Regions from separate parts of the Sus scrofa genome. Here region 1 is linked to region 2. A link is a contact called in public Hi-C data. All regions are on one chromosome and are shown on one strand. Each heading gives the region's core, a stretch centred on a gene start, on an enhancer-like site or on the middle of the called end of the contact. The rest is flanking DNA. Distances are from core to core; before and after follow the strand shown. Region 1 overlaps SETD5 (SET domain-containing protein 5). Region 2 holds the start of SETD5 (SET domain-containing protein 5).

Region 1 (2,700 bases), core at 35-2,534, 37 kb before region 2:
GGGGGTACTAAACATGTGATATGTTAACATACATAAAAATGAACAGATCTGTTTGTGGGATTCCAGTTACCAGCAATGGAGAGTAAATGTACTTTATGTTGGGAGTTCCCATTGTGGCTCAGCAAAAATGAATCTGACTAGTATCCATGAGGATGAAGGTTCGATCCCTGGCCCCGCTCAGTGGGTTAAGAATCCCACTGTGGTGCAGATCGCAGACGCAGCTTGGATCTAGCATGGCTGTGGTGTAGGCCAGCAGCTACAGCTCCAATTCGACTCCTAGCCTGGGAACACCTCCATATGCTGCAGGTGGGGCTCTAATAAGGAAAAATAAAAAACTTAAAAAAACTTTAAAAATGTACTTTACGTCGATATCTTATAGATTTCTAACTTTTTATTAAGAATTGGAAAATAATCTATTCTTTAGAAATAATTTTAAACGAGTATACTCAGAATTATAAAAATAAAAGGTATGGGAGTTCCCCTTGTGGCTCAGTGATTAACAAACCCGACTAGCATCCATGAGGATGTGGGTTCGATTCCTGGCCTTGCTGAGTGGGTTAAAGGATCTGGTGCTGCTGTGGATGTGGTGCAGGCCAGCAGCTGTAGCTCTGATTCGACTCCTAGCCTGGGAACTTCCATGTTCTGCATGTGTGGCCCTAAAAAAAAAAATACATAAAAGTTAAAAAGTATGAAGGTAACAGTAAGAGGAAGAAAAAAATTAAGTCAAAGAAGTAGACTCCCTTAGCAACAACAAAAAAGAAAGAATAACAGAAGCAAAAAGAGAAATAAGGACACGAGTATACAGAAGGGGGGAAAAGGAATGCATCAGAACTTCAACTGCATTTCAATTTACTATTTCTAGAACAATCTATCAGAACCCCAGGAAGCATAGTTAAGTTCTTGGACTCAGAAGCAGAACCAGCCTGTTGAGAAGCCACCATTTACATACAATTTCTAAGAAACAGGTTGTTATGAACATGCCAGAAATGGTTTGTAATTATTTCTGTTTAAATTGGTTTCAGAAATGGTCAACAGTCTCTGTATCTGCCATTCTGACAGTGTCTTTCCTACATGACTTGCTGAAAGCACAAGACCCATCTGATACGTCTGGTCACTCTCAGAGAAGACAGACAAAAGTGCTTTAAGAACAACTCCAATAGAGATTTGAGAAAAAGAAATTGCATCAGCCAGGTGAGCCGGAAGCAGCTGGGAGTTTAGAGTCCAATAAACAGCCAATCCAATGAAAGAAATTCAGAACAAGTCTGCTTCAGTAATCCTGTGAAGAGGACTGGCAGGAAGAGGAGTGCCGCTTCAGAAAAAGAACAGGCCTCATATGCTTCAGACAGTCTTTGTACTGTGGCTGTGGACCTTGGCCATTCTCCCAGAAATGATGCAATGCTGATGAACAAGATCTGCTACCAGAGAAACAATTGTTAACAGCCTATGCAGACAGCAACTTAGCCAAGAAGCAATCTCTGATCAATTCTCTCCAGAAACCACCAGGAAGCCAAATTTTGCTTCCTGAATTTTGGTCTCTGACAAAACATGTAAGTGAATATATATTTGGGGATATACAAACAAGCCATTTTGAGGATGTCCCTTTTTAGTTTCTTTGGCTTTTCCTCTATTATTAAATTTTAAATAAACCAATCAGATCATTTTTACTTTTATGAATTCCCACGTTAACAGCAAGCTATTTACACCAAAATTTTACACTTTTCCCCCTCACTCTCATAAAAACAAAACAAAACAAAACAAAACCCCCCAAAAAACAAAAAAAACCAAAACGTTTTGGCATGTAGTGGCTACCCTACCCTAAGAATTAAAAGCACTCTAGAATCTAGGGCCCAATTATGAGATTTCAAAGTAAAGACAAATATGTACACTCACTAAGTCAGGGCCAGAAAGGCAAATTTCATTTTAAAAATGAGGTATTTTAAAAATTATGTGAAACTCGAAGTGTTAAAAACAGGCATGGATTACAGAAAAAAAATCTTGCTTGGCTGACATAAAGGCAGATTGAATAATATCAGTTTTCAATGCCCACTTTTCTCAAGGGCAGCAATTACTTCAGATCTTATATGAGGATTAATGATAATTTTCCTCCTATTAACCACAACTTACTATCGTAGAATCTAAAATATCTTCAACTTAAAAATCCTACCTAGATTTTCATCTCCTAGGCCTGGTTTCTTTTTCAGAGCTTTGATATCAGGTTGTTCACATAGTACTGTCATAAAACTACTAGAATTTTTTCCCTCTTCACATACTAAATAAAAGACACTGTATATGTGAGAAAAAAGAATGTATACATGTATATGTAAATGGGTCACCTTGCTGTATAGTAGAAAATTGACAGAACACTATAAACCAGCTATAATGGAAAAAACAAAAATCATTATAAAAGACCCTGTTTAGTTTTCTCTAAACTCCAACTAGCCAGAAGCCATAATTAACTATATTTCTTTTTGAAAGGAATAACCCTTTAACTGGGATTCACTAAAAACACAAGTTTCTAATGCATTCTGGGAGATTTCACTGTGGCACAGTGGGTTAAGGATCCGATGTTGCCATAGCTGTGGTGAAGGCTGCAGCTCTGAACTTCCATATGCTGTGATGTGGGGGGAAATGCATTCAGTCTAATCTACTATACCTATATTTAAACTAATAAATAATGAAAATGAACAGATACACAATAAC
Region 2 (2,700 bases), core at 188-2,687:
TGAGCACGGGGAAAACTAGAAAAATGAACTAAGTATAGACAAAGCCCAATGGAACCCAGAGGTCTGGGCAAAAAATGACTTGGTGGTGAACACATTGCACAAGTAACATGAGAAAGCAGAAAATGCAGGTCATACACGCACCCCTGACCCAGACCAGCAGAGCTGGCTGCAGCATCAATATCCAAGGGAAAGACCAGTTATTCCCAAGAAGTGAGACAAGCAAAGAGCTCTATAGAATAAATTAGCATAGAAGGGGCTTTCCCAACAGTTAAACTTTCCCTGTCACGCGATTCACCTACTTAAAAACCAGGGCTTTTTCTCACCACCATTCACTTCGCATCCCTGGCTTCCACGCAGAGGGAAAGGCAATTAATAGAGGCTACATTTTTCTGCCTTTAAAGATATTCTCAAATGATCTCTCTCCACGCCCAAGACAGGGAAAACGACACAATCTGGCTCAACTCCAAGCTAGAACCCTACAAATTCAGTGGGGCCATTTCAGAGATACTGGGGCATACGCCACTGAGAGCCCAAGAATGTGAGGTGGGGGTGGCGAAGCCCAACGTCTTTAGTGTGGGAAAGGAAGCAATCATCTGCAATAGGGACCCTAGGACGAGAGGAAAAGCGTCCAGGAACATTCTTGGAGGGGGGAGATCGAGGGCCCCAGAGCGACCAGAGTTGTCACAAGGCCGCGCGAACGGGGGTGGGGGTGGGGTTTGGGGAGGGGAAAAAAAAGTGTGCTGTGTATTTTGAGGAGGGCGGCGAGAGGCCTATTCTCAAGTAAAAGGTAAACGTGGAGTAGGCAGTTCACAGGAAAAGGGGTGAAGAGGCGTGGGGGGAGGGGAAACGTCCTGACCCAGGAAAGACATGAAAAGGGTAGTGGGGTCGACTAGATTAAGGAGGGGGCCTCTCCGCCTGGGAAAGAGGGGTACAGTGGTGTGGGGGGGCGAGGGGGGATGGGAAGGGGCAGCATCCTCCTGCTGAGAGCCGGGGGAGGGCCAGGCCCACGTCCCGAGAGCAAGCGCGAGGAGACGGAGGAGGTGACCCTTCCCTCCCCCGGGGCCCGGTGGTGAGGGGAGGTCTCTCTTTTCTGTCGCACCCTTACCTTGTCCCAGGCCTGGGCCCGGGCTGCGGCGCACGGCACTCCCGGTAGGCAGCAGGACTCGAGTTAGGCCCAGCGCGGCGCCACGGCGTTTCCTGGCCGGGAATGGCCCGTGCCCGTGAGGTGGGGGTGGGGGGCAAAAAGGCGGAGCGAGCCAAAGGCGGTGAGGGGGAGGGCCAGGGAAGGAGGGGGGGGCCGGCACTACTGTGTTGGCGGACTGGCGGGACTGGGGCTGCGTGAGTCTCTGAGCGCAGGCGGGCGGCGGCCGCCCCTCCCCCGGCGGCGGCGGCGGCGGCGGCGGCGGCGGCAGCAGCTCACTCAGCCCGCTGCCCGAGCGGAAACGCCACTGACCGCACGGGGATTCCCAGCGCCGGCGCCAGGGGCACCCGGGACACGCCCCCTCCCGCCGCGCCATTGGCCCCTCCGCCCACCGTCTCGCACCCATTGGCCAGCTCCCCGCCAATCAGCGGAAGCCGCCGGGGCCGCCTAGAGAAGAGGCTGTGCTCTGGGGCTCCGGCTCCTCAGAGAGCCTCGGCTAGGTAGGGGAGCGGGACTCTGGTTTGGGGGAGGGCCGGCGGTTTGGCGGGGGATGGGTGCTTGAGGTGGTCTGACCGGTAGCGGGGGTCGCCTTCCCTAGCGGGAAGTCGGGAGCATATCGTTTGTTACGCTGGAAGGGGAAGAGGTGGTGAGAGGCAGGCGGGAGTGCGGCCCGCCCTGCGGCAACCGGAGGGGGAGGGAGAAGGGAGCGGAAAAGCCTGGAATACGGACGGAGCCATTGCTCCCGCAGAGGGAGGAGCGCTTCCTGCTCTTCTCTTGTCACTGATTGGCCGCTTCTCCTCCCGCCGTGTGTGAAAACACAAATGGCGTGTTTTGGTTGGAGTAAAGCTCCTGTCAGTTACAGCCTCGGGAGTGCGCAGCCTCCCAGGAACTCTCGCATTGCCCCCTGGGTGGGTAGGTAGGTGGGGTGGAGAGAGCTGCACAGGCGGGCGCTGTCGGCCTCCTGCGGGGGGAGGGGAGGGTCAGTGAAAGTGGCTCCCGCGCGGGCGTCCTGCCACCCTCCCCTCCGGGGGAGTCGGTTTACCCGCCGCCTGCTCGGCTTTGGTATCTGATTGGCTGCTGAAGTCCTGGGAACGGCCCCTTGTTATTGGCTTGGGTCCCAAATGAGCGAAACCACTACGCGAGTCGGCAGGGAGGCGGTCTTTGGTACGGCCCTCCCCGAGGCCAGCGCCGCAGTGTCTGGCCCCTCGCCCCTGCGCAACGTGGCAGGAAGCGCGCGCAGGAGGCGGGGGCGGGCTGCCGGGCCGAGGCTTCTGGGTGGTGGTGACTGCGGCTCCGCCCTGGGCGTCCGCCGCCTGAAGGACGAGACTAGCTCTCTACCTGCTCTCGGACCCGTGGGGGTGGGGGGTGGAGGAAGGAGTGGGGGGTCGGTCCTGCTGGCTTGTGGGTGGGAGGCGCATGTTCTCCAAAAACCCGCGCGAGCTGCAATCCTGAGGGAGCTGCAGTGGAGGAGGCGGAGAGAAGGCCGCACCCTTCTCCGCAGGGGGAGGGGAGTGCCGCAATACCTTTATGGGAGTTCTCTGCTGCCTCCTTTTCCTAAG

What was found. Hi-C and Micro-C count contacts between places; a contact is called where the count stands out from the background.
Region 1: a Hi-C map of embryonic fibroblasts shows a contact between it and region 2, with 1.7 times the contacts expected there. The contact joins the enhancer-like site here to the promoter of SETD5 in region 2. A contact is called at or near these places in 2 of 5 promoter capture datasets (fetal liver and liver), 17 of 47 Hi-C or Micro-C datasets (alveolar macrophages, brain, embryonic fibroblasts and 9 more) and 2 of 2 datasets of contacts at active chromatin or transcription factors (alveolar macrophages and skeletal muscle).

Annotation. Positions count from the first base shown.
Region 1 is chr13:65,795,290-65,797,989 of Sscrofa11.1, reverse strand. All of the region lies in intron 1 of SETD5 (SET domain-containing protein 5), which reads right to left. Among named protein-coding and RNA genes, the nearest start is that of SETD5, 37 kb to the right of the region's middle. Within about 2 kb of position 1,284, at least 34 of the 83 cell types and tissues checked have an H3K27ac peak or open chromatin away from gene starts, as enhancers often do. A contact at or near this core is called in alveolar macrophages, brain, embryonic fibroblasts and 2 more, where this site is marked.
Region 2 is chr13:65,758,710-65,761,409 of Sscrofa11.1, reverse strand. SETD5 (SET domain-containing protein 5) reads right to left here and starts at 1,437. Exons shown (of 25, transcript XM_013981946.2): 1 at 1,106-1,437. It overlaps SRGAP3 (SLIT-ROBO Rho GTPase-activating protein 3), which reads left to right and starts at 1,518. Exons shown (of 25, transcript XM_021071097.1): 1 at 1,518-1,641.